Regions from separate parts of the Gossypium arboreum genome. Here region 1 is linked to region 2. The links are chromatin contacts, called in public Hi-C maps. All regions are on one chromosome and are shown on one strand. The core of a region is the stretch at or near the end of the contact, and the rest is flanking DNA. Distances in the headings are between cores, read along the strand shown.

What was found. Hi-C and Micro-C count contacts between places; a contact is called where the count stands out from the background.
Region 1: a Hi-C map of leaf shows a contact between it and region 2, with 4 times the contacts expected there. The contact joins the enhancer-like site here to the promoter of LOC108482429 in region 2. A contact is called at or near these places in 2 of 5 Hi-C or Micro-C datasets (both in leaf).

Annotation. Positions count from the first base shown.
Region 1 is chr1:64,361,898-64,368,458 of ASM2569848v2, forward strand. No RefSeq gene overlaps it. Among protein-coding and RNA genes, the nearest start is that of LOC108481140, 95 kb to the right of the region's middle. Within about 2 kb of position 2,509, at least 1 of the 2 cell types and tissues checked has an H3K27ac peak or open chromatin away from gene starts, as enhancers often do. A contact at or near this core is called in leaf, where this site is marked.
Region 2 is chr1:64,096,113-64,103,313 of ASM2569848v2, forward strand. LOC108482429 (trihelix transcription factor PTL-like) reads right to left here and starts at 3,411. Exons shown (of 3, transcript XR_008283310.1): 1 at 2,825-3,411; 2 at 1,069-2,281; 3 at 566-914.

The sequences.
Region 1 (6,561 bases), core at 1,259-3,758, 260 kb after region 2:
TAAAATTCAGACATAGGCTTGATAGAATACAGTGCAACGATCACAAAAATATAGAAATTATCAAAAACCGAACAAAAATGATACCTTAATCAAAGAAGACAAAGCTGAACCCTAGTTTAGTCTTTTTCTTTCTTATTTCTTTTTATTTTCAGCAATATAAGATGTTAATGGCTTAATTTCATACTTTGGTTTAATTATAATATGTTTATTTCATCATTTACTTATTTACCCTTTGTAATTAAACATATAATTCATATTAATTAAGGCCATTAATGTCCACTCATACTTCCAATGGTCAAATATCAACATAAGGACTTTTTCTTTAATAAGTCATAACAAATAGGCACACTTAACATATAGCATGCAACTTTTACAATTTACGCGATTAAGTCTTTTTATCAAAATATTTTTCTGACTCGAATTTGTGGTCCTGAAACCACTGTTCCGACTAGGGTCAAAACCGGGTTGTTACAAGTATGTTGATTTTTTCCTTCCAAATATACATCCATCTATAGGTTAAGTTGCAATTGGACTAAGTCACTATTATAGGTAAATAGAGATAGACACTAAAGCTTTGTTCACATAGTTTGAAAAGTTCTTATGTTTGCGAGGCCTTGCATAGAGAGTTACTCCACTATGCTTCAATTAGTACAATTTGTGATTTAAGTCTCACTCACTCTCCAAATAGCAACATCGCTCCTATACTCTAAACATGATCACTTTCTCTTCACGACTTTTCCCCTAAAAGCTTAGATGTAAATTGATTGACTTAATTAAGTTTACTTACAATTTTTTTGCACTCAATAATAGTTACTTTGTAAACAAATAAAGTACTCTTTCAATCCATATGTCTAACCTAAACAAACAGTGTATATAAATTAAAAAGGCTTGTTAAGTTACAATTAACCATTTTCTCTATTTCCTTCCTCCTTCCATTTTCCTTCTTTCTTTATTTGCCCTCCTATTCCTTCACTCATCTCATGTCTTAATAAAAAAGCCATTTTAATATCAAATATCTACAGTCCACCATATATCTTAAATTTATATATATCTATGTAGGGTTATGTGTGTTTGCTTTGAAAGAGATAATCAAACCATGGCATGCAGAGCAGCAAAATGTAAGAGCAAAATTTTCGCAACCATCATTATAAAAAGGGTCCACTTAAAGATATAAGGCTATTGGAAAGCAAGTGTATTCAATGAGACTATGTCTCCTCCATATCTTCATTTCAATATTGCAGCCTATGATAAGAAATTTCTATTCATCGAGATCCAAATGTGGGGGCAGCTTTCGAATGATGGGTATCGACCCCATGCACGATAGATGGGATTGCTCAATAATTACACTGAGAAACACATATTTCAATTTGTGACATTTAGATCAAGGATTTAAGTGAGATTGTGAGCGACATAGATACTGTCACAATTGGTTATATAGTAAATATTGACATGGAGAATCAAAACTAAGATCACAGCTGAGTTGAACTATATTTTTATTTATATACACTTAAATTAATGTTGTGTGAACTTTATTTAACATATTTTAATACTGTTTTCAATTCGGCTCTAGAATGGTTTCTTTAATCCATACTGAAATTTTATATAATATTCTAAAAGTATATTAGTTTTTAAAAATCAAGCCAAATATATTTATAAAGTTGTATAATAGCTAAACAATTATAATAAAAATATATAAATATTTTTAAAATCAAGATATATGTTATATATTCTTATAAACTAAAAATCATAATTAAAAATATAACAAATAGTTATAAAACATATTAGTCAATATATTGGGGTGGACGGATTTTATCTAAATTTTACCTCTAAAATTTTAGAGTGTTTTTAAAATTCACATAAAAATTAAATTTGAGTGTAAATATTTGTTTAATTAAAAATATAATTGTTTGTAGGTATATTACATGTTTAAATAATTAATACAATTATACTTTTTAATTTTTTAAATGGTTGAAATTCAATGAATTATGTAAATAATCCATCATTATAACTTTAAATTTATATATAATATGGCAAATTATAAAAAAATGATAATAAGATACTTTAGACAGTGTCATTTCGGTTGGGCACTTTATGTGGGGAGAGAGTAGGGGCTGATTACTTAGCCGGAGCCCGGAAAACACCCAAGAAAGAGGAGTAGGGGTTGGCAACCCAATGCCAATGTTTTTTTGTTTTATAGGGTTGAATTGTAGTTAAAAGTTGTCTTATCGATTTGTGGGAGTGAGTTGTCACCTTTGGAAAGCTTAATCATGAAACATAAGAAAAGCTTAAAGGCTTTGATTTAGGCATTAATTAATTAAAGATATGGGAGTTTCTCTTTATTGGGCAAAGTATCTTGCTTTCAACCATCAAATATCCCATCAACTTTCAATTCAATGAGTTCATTCAGGATCTTCCCCAATTCTGGAACTTGCTACCTCAATTATGCCTTTAATGTCAGCCCACTTTACTCAACATAACTGGCTCATATACACTTTAACTTGTGCTTTCTAAGTGAGCCCCTTTTTTCCAGGATGGGCTCTCCAGGCCATTATATTTTCTTCCCCTTTTCCTTCAAGAGTTCAATGGTTCAATTACTTTTTGGAGTACGGAATTCGAAATTATTCTCACTTTGGGTATGTATTTTTTTTTATCTAAATTAATCTTTAATCTTTCCTTCAAGATTTTAAAATTTAGACTTTCATGTGAGAATAATTGTCAAATATTAAACTCCAATATAGAAACAATTCCTAAGTTTAGGAATTAATTTGGATTAAAAAAAAAACTAAAACTCCAACGTGAGAGCAATTGCCTAGTTTATACCCTAATATGGAAACATTTATTAAGTTCAATGACTAATTTAGATAAAAAAAAAGTTCAGACCTCAACGTGAGAGTTTTGCTAAACTCAAGTCCCAAAGCCTTATAGCTTTTAACAGGGATGGCAATTCGAATTTCGAATTTATCCAATTCAAATTTTATGGATTCAAAGCAGATATAAATAGACCCCTTCCAATAGAATTCAAATAATCTCAATATGTATCTATTGGTTACAAAATATTTAAATTTTGTTTCTAACAAGTTTGCACCCAAGACCTCTTATACATAAAACCATGTTTTAGCTACTAATATTGCTCTTAAACATTAATTATAATTTACACAAATTAATAATTAATGTATAAAAATATAATAAAATATATTTTTAAAATATATATACTAATTAATAATAAAATTAAAATAAATATTTCGTCTTCTAGCTTCTTTTAATTTTTTTTTATCTATAAACCTAAGTAAACAATGAGATGAGACCACCGTAATTCCTAAATTTTTCATTGCTTTTTTATTATTTTATTAACTCAAGTAGTTAAATTACTTTAAAAGATTTATTTAATATTTATATAATTAAAAGAAATATTATAATATAAATTTATTTTCTAATATCACTTAATTATATTCAATACATGTTATATTATAAAAATAGTATACACACATGTTTAAGGACATATAATATATCAATTATAACTTATGAATGTATAATAATATTATTATACAATTAAAATATTATAATGTGTATTATTTTATTAATGATATGCACCTAAACGTTAAACATGTAACTCATTTTATGGTAGATTATAATATATACAATTAGCATTATATAATTAAGGTAGATTATTTAAGATTACTTACCCTATATACAATTACATTATTATAACATACATTTTATATCAATGATATGTAAGATTAAACCCTAAACGTATTGTTATAATAGGCGTCGATAATGATAATAGAATGATCACAAAGCAATAATAAAAATAAAAATAAAAACACACAAATTTTACGTGAAAAAAACTATAAGCAAAAGAGAAAAAATTTACTAATGTGATTCCACCAACAAGGCTGAATTAATTCTTGTCAAGGTGAAACAATTTGAAGTTGGGCCGTATTTCCATGAACTACTTATTCTTGAGATGTCCAAAACAAAGATTGATCATTTGTGTTTACCAATTGGGTCAACTATAGGGGGCGAACCAAGTGAGTCAAAGAAGAGTTTAAAGGGCCTATGTGTGGACGTTGGGAACAAGCCCAAATTAATCATGTTCTGATCGGCCAAGACCAAGTCAAATGCTGATCCAAGAGTTGGATGAGACCCCATTGGGTTTGATTAATCATGAGACACTTTAGGAAGACTTTAAATTAAGTTTCATTTCAGTTTAACAAGTTTGTATCTTTAAATTATGCCTTGAATTATATGTCTGCATCTTTCATTGTGTCTAGCATTATCTGTTCTGCATTTAATTAAGTCATACATAAAAGCATCTCATATGTTAATTAAGTTTGTGTTTTAATTATGTGCATTATGAAAATAAGTTTACATTTTAATTAAGCCATGCATTTATGCATCTTATATGTTAATTATATTTAAGCATACGTTGAGTTACATATTCATAAATAAATGCATGTATGTATTTATATTATGCTGATTTCTATCATAAATATGTGTTTTAAGTTAAATATTTTAGTAGAATAAGAATATGAAAATTTGTCAATGTTTAATGTCTAATTATTTATCTTGTAGGTGACTATTTATAGGACTAAGAATAACTCTTCAACTCTAATCGATTTCATTCACTTAAAGTTTATTATGGTGACTGTTCAAATGGATCACAAGTGCCTCTTTAAAATCTTATCTATTTCATGCACTCAAGGATCATTATGGAGCCATTAAAAGAGATGAATGTCAAGCAACATAACATTCGGCCATAAGGGAGATGAAGGGACACTAAACAGCACAATTATGGAACATTAAACTTTCAACAAGTGAAGAGACATGACTTTTCAACTATCTGAATCAAGTGACGAGTCATGACTTATTAGTTGCCCTTCATAAAGTTATAATCGAATTTTAAGTTGTGATAAAAGCTAATGTAGCTGCTGAATTTGAATAGTAAAATTAGGGCCTATATATATCTTATAAAAGGACAATGTTGAGGTTAGACAATTATTCTAAATATAAACTTTGTTGGTGAGATTATTATCTCATGGTTCTTCATTGAACTAAGCTAAACTTATCAAACGTTTACTAGTTTGTGGCATTCACCCAATTGTCTTATCAATTCGTTTCCCATCATGAAGTGTGGCGATTTTGCTTACCAACGTTCGAGTATTCTTTCACGTTTAAGTGGGTCATAATTTTAATATAGCTACGGTTTCTTAAAGTATTCAAGTGTTACGGGTCAAGGTTTCCACCAATTAAACCTATTCAAGACAGTCCTTCCATTCAAGCTATTTTCCAAACCCTCCAAGTTTGGAAAATCATATCACAAGAGGAGTTTCGATTATATCTATTTAAGGGTTGAAAAAACCTACGACCCTTGACCTCTCACCCCCACAGATCTCCTTATTTATTTCTTCAGTAAGTGACAGGATTCGGATCACACAAACTCTAACACGTATAGCTAAATTTATGGTAAATTATAATATATACTATTAGCATTATATAATTAGGGTAGATTATTAATGATATGTAATCCTATATACAATTATGATATTAAATGTATGCTTTATATAATGATATGTAAGCTTAAACTCTAAATGTGGAACAAACTTTATGGTAGATTATAATATATGCAATTATAATTTATTTAGAATTCTTATGTTTAAGTCGTTAGGTACATTTAAATTGTTGTGAAGTTGTTAAGTTTAATTTGTTTGGAGTTTTATTTAAGTACTTCTCTTAATTTATTTTACATTTTGAATAAACTTTATTTTGTTTTATTTTATATTATTTTTAAAATTTTAATTTTAACATAATCGAATAGTACTCAATAATTTACAGATTCATATTTTTAGACACATTTGTTAATTCAGATTTAGATACAAATATTGGACCCATTTCTATTCTTGAGTTTTCAATCTACTTTTGACCCTCAGCCAATATTGTCAAAGTTGGATCAACAATCGAATTCATCTCACTATTTTATGATTCAACATAATCTAAAGATAAATTAAAAAGATTTCGCGAATTAAATCCTGATTTTTTTTTCTCAATTTATAAATAATTTACTACCACCAATTGGATCATAGATTTGTTATTTTGACATCACTCCTCTCAACCTCATAATTAATTATGCATCTTAATTCACTCAAACTGACTAAATTAAACAGCGGGAGTAGGATTTCATTTTTTTCTTTTTATTTGAAAGAAGATCGGGAACCTTAACTATCATTCATTCTGGATTTTAATATATTTTTAATTTGAAGCAAGCTAATTGAGATTGAAGATCATGTAAGTCACATGTAATCTAATTTCGCTCTTGTTTGTTGTTTCATACATTTTTGAATTTTTTTAAATTTTAATGATTTAATTTTTTATACATATTTATAATCTAAAATAATTTGATAAATTTTTTATAAAAAAAGTGTAGAAAATAACAAGTACACAATAATCAATTCTATTTTATTTTGTTTTAATTTTGTATATCCTATAAAAATATTACGTTTAAAATTTAATTTTGTTTAGAATAAAGTGAAATATTTAAAATTAAAGATAAAATGTGAAATATAT
Region 2 (7,201 bases), core at 2,161-4,660:
CCAACCACTCTTCTGATTTTGAGAAAAAAGAATTTATTTATCAATATAACTCATTTATATATTCATGTCAAAATAATAAATAAATAGGACTCATAAAAATTATTTACTTCTAGGGAAAAACTTTTACCGCATTAGGCTAACTCCAAAACTCAATTTTATTAAATTTAAATATAAACTCGATTCAACTTAATCATAAAAATTTAACAACTCGAATCTTTGTAACTTGAAATCAGAAATTATCCAAGAACGAAATTATTCAAACTCGAAATAACTAAAACAAGCAAATCAAAATAATATGAACTAAAATAAATCTAACTCGAAAACTTGACTATTAAATCTAAATGGCCCAAACCTAAAATGATCTAAATCTAAAATGACCAAAATATTTTAAAAACTCCCCAATTCAATCCAAAACCAAACCGGTTCATCCTATCAAAATCTAAATGAGATTACAAGTTTTTTATTAGATATTTATTAGTTAAATTTATTTATATCGAACAAATATTTTACCTTTAAAAAAAACAAATATAAATGGAATATCAAATAGAATGATCTCGAGTATATATATGTAAAACCCGTTAATCCTTGGCCTACTTATTTGATACAAATGCAAACAAAATCTGAAAGATTTGCATTCTGGTTTACAATCTGATCCAAAGTCACTGTTTCCTTAACCTATGCACCGTACTTCAGAGAAATTGTACATAAACTTTTGCACACGTGGGGGCAAATGCCCTCTATAATGCAGAGATATTTCATCAGACATTTACTAAACAACAAATTCTCAGTAAATATACATTGAAAGAAGAAGAAAGAAAGAAAGTGATAATGAAGAAGTATCATAAATCAAGTTTCCATGCACTAAATCAACTATATATATTGAAATGCAGTGGTTTTTCCTTTTCCGCTCTCCCCTGCAAGATATATTAAATCAAACCCATTAATCCATATTTGAATTAGCTAAGAACAACATGAAACACAGTTTGCTGTACATAAATTTTCAAGAGTCAAAGATCAGTCAAACTGCTTGCTTACACATTCTACACAGCCTCTCAAAAGAGAACTTACCCATGTGGGATGGATTACAATAATTGTGAAACCTGTCATCTTTTGTTTGAACTTACTGGTTTTTTTTCATCAGTTGCTGAGTTTCAGACCATAGTTTTCCCACAAGTTATTATCTCCATCAGCCATGAAGAAGCGAAAGCAACTATCGCTTACAGCATGAGAAGAGCCGTCATTTGGTTGGAGTCTCAATGTCTCAGGTCCTTGAGTGAAAATGGTCTCATGGGGTTGATAATAATCAAAGCCTCTTGAGTTCTCCTTTCTCTTTTTGTTACTCTCCTTGGTTTTCATTAGGGTATATGAACCACCAATGGTATCCCATTTGTCTTTGCACATTAAACCACTCCTTTCAAATCCTAAACACCCCATCTTAGCAGCGATTTCCTCCCACAAAACCACCTCTTCTGAATACCCTACTTGTTGGAACCTTGTTTCCATGGCGGTCCTCAGCTGTATGAGCCTAGAAACCTCAGCTTCTTGCCACCCATCAGCCTTAACAGTGTGGTTAATTGTTCCATTCCCATTTTCATTATGGTTTTCACCGTCAGATGATGCCGCCTTCAACTGTTTGCCAGCCAGGTTCTGTAATGCCTCCATTAAAGCAGCATCACGAGCTTCAATCCATGCTCTCTCTTTAGCCCAAAACTTATGCTCTCTATCTATTCTTATTGCTGCTTCTTTCCTCCATTGTTCTTCCCTTAAAACCCTCTCTTGCTCCTTTTCCTCGAGCGTCTTGGTCAGTTTCACAAGCCATGCCTCTTGCCTCTCCATTAGCTTCCCGATTTGCGAGTCGATGAACTCTTTTATCTTGGCTTTCCAGCTTCTGCAACCCCTTTTCTTTTTCAGCTTTGCACTGCTTAAATCATTGTTATCTGAGGAACAAGTGTCGAATTTTGAGGAACTTGAGAGACTAAGACTATCACTGCAAAGCTTTTGCGAGTGATAGATCTCTTGATTTGCTTGAGTATTGATGCTATTTTGAGCGCCATGAAACTGAAAACTGTTGCCGATTAGGGGAGTTTCTTGGCCTAAAACTCCATTGTTGTTGCTGGTATCCCCATATAAAGCTTCAAGTTGACGAAAGAATCGATAGTGTTTACCATCCTGTCTCCCAGCCTTGCCTTCCTTAGTCTTTTTATAATATTTATACAAGTTTTCGAATTTCTCCCTGCATTTTTTCCCACTCCTTTGGTACCCATGTTCCTCAAACATGACTCTACAGCACCAAGAAAAAAGGGAAGGAAATGGCAATAAATTAAACTTTAAACCTATTAGAAAACAGATGAACCCTAATTCAAATGTGTATGACCATGGAAATATCATGTGATGAATGTTGATAAAGCTCTTATTTGACCATTCAAAATTGAAAAATAAAGATGGGTCTTTCGGCAAGGGACTGATGAAAACGTCTTTTCATGGATAAAACTTGCAGATGGGTACTTAAAACATCCAAAAGGTTAGTCATTTTTATAGTAAAAACCAGTAAAAACTTGCACAATAATGGAGGCAACACATTTTCAAAGGAAAAAAAGAGAGCAAGTCAGTTGAAGACTATAGAAATGATCAGCTATCGTTTATTTTCTTTAAAAATAAATAAAAGAAGAAAACTCGTGTAATACTGTTCCTGGTTTGAACCCCATTTCATATCTTTAAAAGGAGAAACAATCCATGGAGTGAAGTTGCTAGCTTTGGGAATGGAAGAAAATAGAGAATTAGGGTATGGAGAGCATGGAAGAATAAATATATTATTTGTATATACCTGGAAACTTCATCCCACAAAGGACCCTTTTGATTAGCTTCTTTGAACTTGGGGTCGAGATGAGATCTGATCTCAAGAAGTGTTAAGGTCTCTTGTCTCGGCCACCTTCCATTTCCTCCATCACCTCCAAAAGCACTGGCTTCACCGTCGAACCCACAGCTGGGACTAAGTGTGGAAGCACTAGTGACAGTGGCAACAGCAGCCATGGGAGTGGCATTAGTATTACCAGTAGAATCAGAAGGGAACTCATGTCTACCCACCATTTGCATCACATCGAAGGGGTGGTGGGGTTGCTGCGGTGGCGGCAGATTCCGGTGGTGGCCGGGGGAGAATAACTCAGTATCCTGTGGAATTGCTTGGAAATTGATGGGTTTTCCGTTGAGTAGTTGCCTAAGATCGGGTATGGCATATTGATGGTGACGATGATCCTCCATTTCCATATCGATTTATGAACCCAAAAAGAAAAAAAACAATGGAAAAGGAAAAGGAAAGAGTAGAGTAAAGCTAAAAAAATAAAAATAAAGAGTGAAAGAGAAAGGTTTTAATAGAGAGAAAGAGTGTATGAAAGAGAGAGAAAGCGGCAGACTCGGATCGTGTCGTCCACGAAAAATCTCCAAATTAAGCTTAGGCCAACGGTCCCACACACTACAAATATACGTATTTTGCTACAATCCTTTCCAAAATTACCTACATTTGTATATAGTTGGAGTACCTATTAATCCTAACCCAGGTTAATTTGGGTGTACCTTAATTTGGATTTTGATATTTATTTTGTATCAGCTTATTTTAAGTAAAAGAATTTTTAAATTTTTACAAAAATATTTATTCATTCTTTTTCAATTTATAAGAGTAATTTAATTTATGTTAATTTTAAAAGTAAAGTGAATAATTAAAGATAATTAATTATGGTATTAATATCTTTAATTAATTGCAAATGATTTTAGCTCTCGATGTTTATATATTTTGTTAATTTAGTCTAAGTTCTAAAAATTTAACAAATTTAGTCTCAATATTTAGCATTTACATAAATGTTGCAAGATAAATTTGTTAAGTTATTACCAAATTAACAAAATGTGTAAATTTTAATGGCTAAATTTATTATTATACTAATCAAAATTATGTACAAATGATAGAAAACATTAACGTCATGGTTAATTATTCTTAGTTTCTTACATTCAAAATTGATAGGAATTAAATTGCTTGATTTTTTAGAAGGACTAATTTGTCCAAATTCAAAATTAAAAAAACTAAAAATACATTTTACCGATTTTTTAAATTTAGAAAAGAGATTCATATCATTTTAAATTATTTATTCAAATTATTGTTAATCCAAGCCACTCTAGATTCTAATCATTTTAGGTTTGAGTTATTTTGTGTTCAAATTATTTTGAATTAAACAATTTTAAATTAAAAACTTAAATTATTAATTTTTATAATAAAATTAAATTAAATCGATATCGAACTGGTTTTTGAATTGGGGCGAAAATCAAGGGTAGTGTCAAAACATTCCAATCACAACCCATTCCTCGACCGCGAGAAAAACCTTTGGGCCCTTTGGGGCTTGGAAGCCTTAAACACTTCATCATTTTGATAGATTCTTAAGCTGAATTTGTCAATTGTCATTCATTTCTGCACCTTCCTCTATTGATCCTTATTACCAACACATTTAATTCAGGTTTTCTATATTTGATATTATTTAGTGACTTTCGCTATTGTTTGGATAACCTTTGTTAGCATGTTCATTACCACTAATATAATTTTAATAACCTATGATATTCGATATAGTTGTATTAACCTTTGGCATACTTTCAATTTGGTAGCTTTTGATATAATTTTAATAACCTTTAATATGATTTTTATAACCCTTTGATATAAAGTGTGTCGAAACCATTTTTTTGAAAACAGGAAATCGACTTTTGAAAACGAAAAGTTGGGAGTCGCCACCAATCGTTTTTAATAGGGTGTGATTGGACCACCTCAAAACACGGTCGTTTTTAATAAATAAATAAATTTTTCAAAACGACGATTTTAGTCTGCGAAAATAGAAAATCGGTTTGAGAGTCAGTTACGTACGAGGAAGGATTAGCACCCTCGACACGCCCAAAATTAGTACTTAATTGATTATTTAGTGTCTTAATGTCAAAAATTAAAGATTTGGACAGAGTTCAAAACGCGATCCTCCTTTTATTGGCTTTTAAAACATTTAGGTAAGTTAAATGTGTATTAAAGATCATCTCACCTCAAGGTAAAATATTACATCCAATACGTTAGGACACAACATTTTTTACCCTCAATTGTGAGCTTGCCTTTAAAATGTGCGTTTTAGCCTTAAGAGGATATTCGAATATTCAAAACAAACAAAGAAAGCGAAACCCAGTACGTTAGGGCACGATTCTTCGAATTCTTTAAATACCGAACATTGCCTTTATTTTGAAAATTTTTTAGAGTGAACTGGTAAGAGGATATTCGAATATTCAAGACAAACAAAGAAAGCGAAACCCAGTACGTTAGGGCACGATTCTTCGAATTCTTTAAATACCGAACATTGTCTTTATTTTGAAAATTTTTGAGAGAAGATCAATGGATAAATGAATTAAGGACATATATTTTTTTAAAAATGATGATAATAGACAACATGAAAATAATAATATGAGAATAATGCTAACCATATATAAATAATAAAAATAATAATAATAGTAATTAATAGAAATAATTAATAAAACAACAAGTAATAATAAATACAATAATGTAATAAACATTGTGCTAATAGTATTAATAATAATATTAAAAACATGATGATAATAACAAAAATATGTTGACGATAACATTAAATATGGGGATAATAGTAAAAAAATAAAAAATTTGGAATAACAATGTTAAATTAGTAATAGTGAGAAATAGTAAATAATAATAATTTGATATAAAAATGGTAACCGATAATAAACAATGGTATAAAAATATAATATAATAAGTCTATGTATAATAGAAATTTATATTTAAAATAATTAACTTGCTTAAATATATATATATTTACATAATAAATATATAATAATAAATAGATAATATAATAATATGAAACATAACTCAAATTAATTAAATTAATAGAAAATAAAAAATATAAAAATAATGAGAATAAAGCTGAAATTAATTAATTTAATGTAAAAATAACAAAAATAAAAAAGGGTTAAATTGAATTAAAATGAAAACTTTGGGGCCAAATCGAAAGGAAATAAAATCGAGGTAAACTCCTCTCTTTTCCTTCTTTCGTTTGTGTAAAGAAAAATGTGAACACCAAAGTAAACAAAATTGAATAATATAAAAAGTTACCTTAAAAATCTGATTTGTATTCTCTTTGATTTCGTATGTGTATCCTCTAAAAAATTCACCCCAAAAATCCTCTAAAAATCTTCTCCAAATCCCCCAATACAATAGTTTTTCCATAGCTTTTATAGCCAAATTTTACAACTTATAACAAGTAGGGTGATGGAGGTAGTAGGGGTGATAGAGGTAGTGGACAGTTTAGTAGGGTGTGGGGGTGATGGAAGTAGTGGATGGTTTAGTAGGGTGATGGAGTTAATGGTCGGTTTAGTGGGGTGTTTAATTTGGGCTGGTTTGATTGGGCCCGAGCAGAAATTTGGTTCTGCAGCTGCCTCTCTTTGCTCATTGTCGTGTAATGAGAATAGAGCAAAGATTTTAGAAGGGCCAAATTTGCTTGGGCTGGCTGAGTCTTGTCTTTTTTGCCACAGCCCACCGCACTTTATTGCTTCAAAAATGCTCCTTTGCTGCTTCATGTAAATGAGATTTGTTAAAATTTGATCTGCTCCGCTCCGCCTTCGTGAAGATAAGATTCATCAGATGTCGACCGCTCCACTCTTGTTCAGCGGAGATAAGATCTGATATATTTAGCCTGCTTCACTCTTGCTCAGTGAAGATAAGTCTGATGATTGGAATCTGCTCCATCGCTAGTACAGGGAGATAAGATTCACCAAAATTCGATCTGCTCCGCTCCTGCTCAGCGAAGATAAGATCTGCTATATTTAGCCTGCTTCACTCCTACTCAGTGAAGATAAGGCTGATGATTAGAATCTGCTCCATGGCTGATACATGGAGATAAGACTCGCCACAATTTGATCTGCTTCACTCTTGCTCAGTGAAGAAAAGATCGGGTATGTTTAGCCTACTCCACTCCTGCTCCATGAAGATAAGGCTGGTGGCTGAAATCTGCTTCACTCCTACTCAGTGAAGATAAGACTCGCCAAAATTTGATCTGCTTCACTCCTGCTTAGTGAAGATAAGATCGGGTATGTTTAGCCTGCTCCATTCCTGCTCAGTGAAGATAAGGCTGATGATATCTATCTTTTTAATTGTCCACTGGGG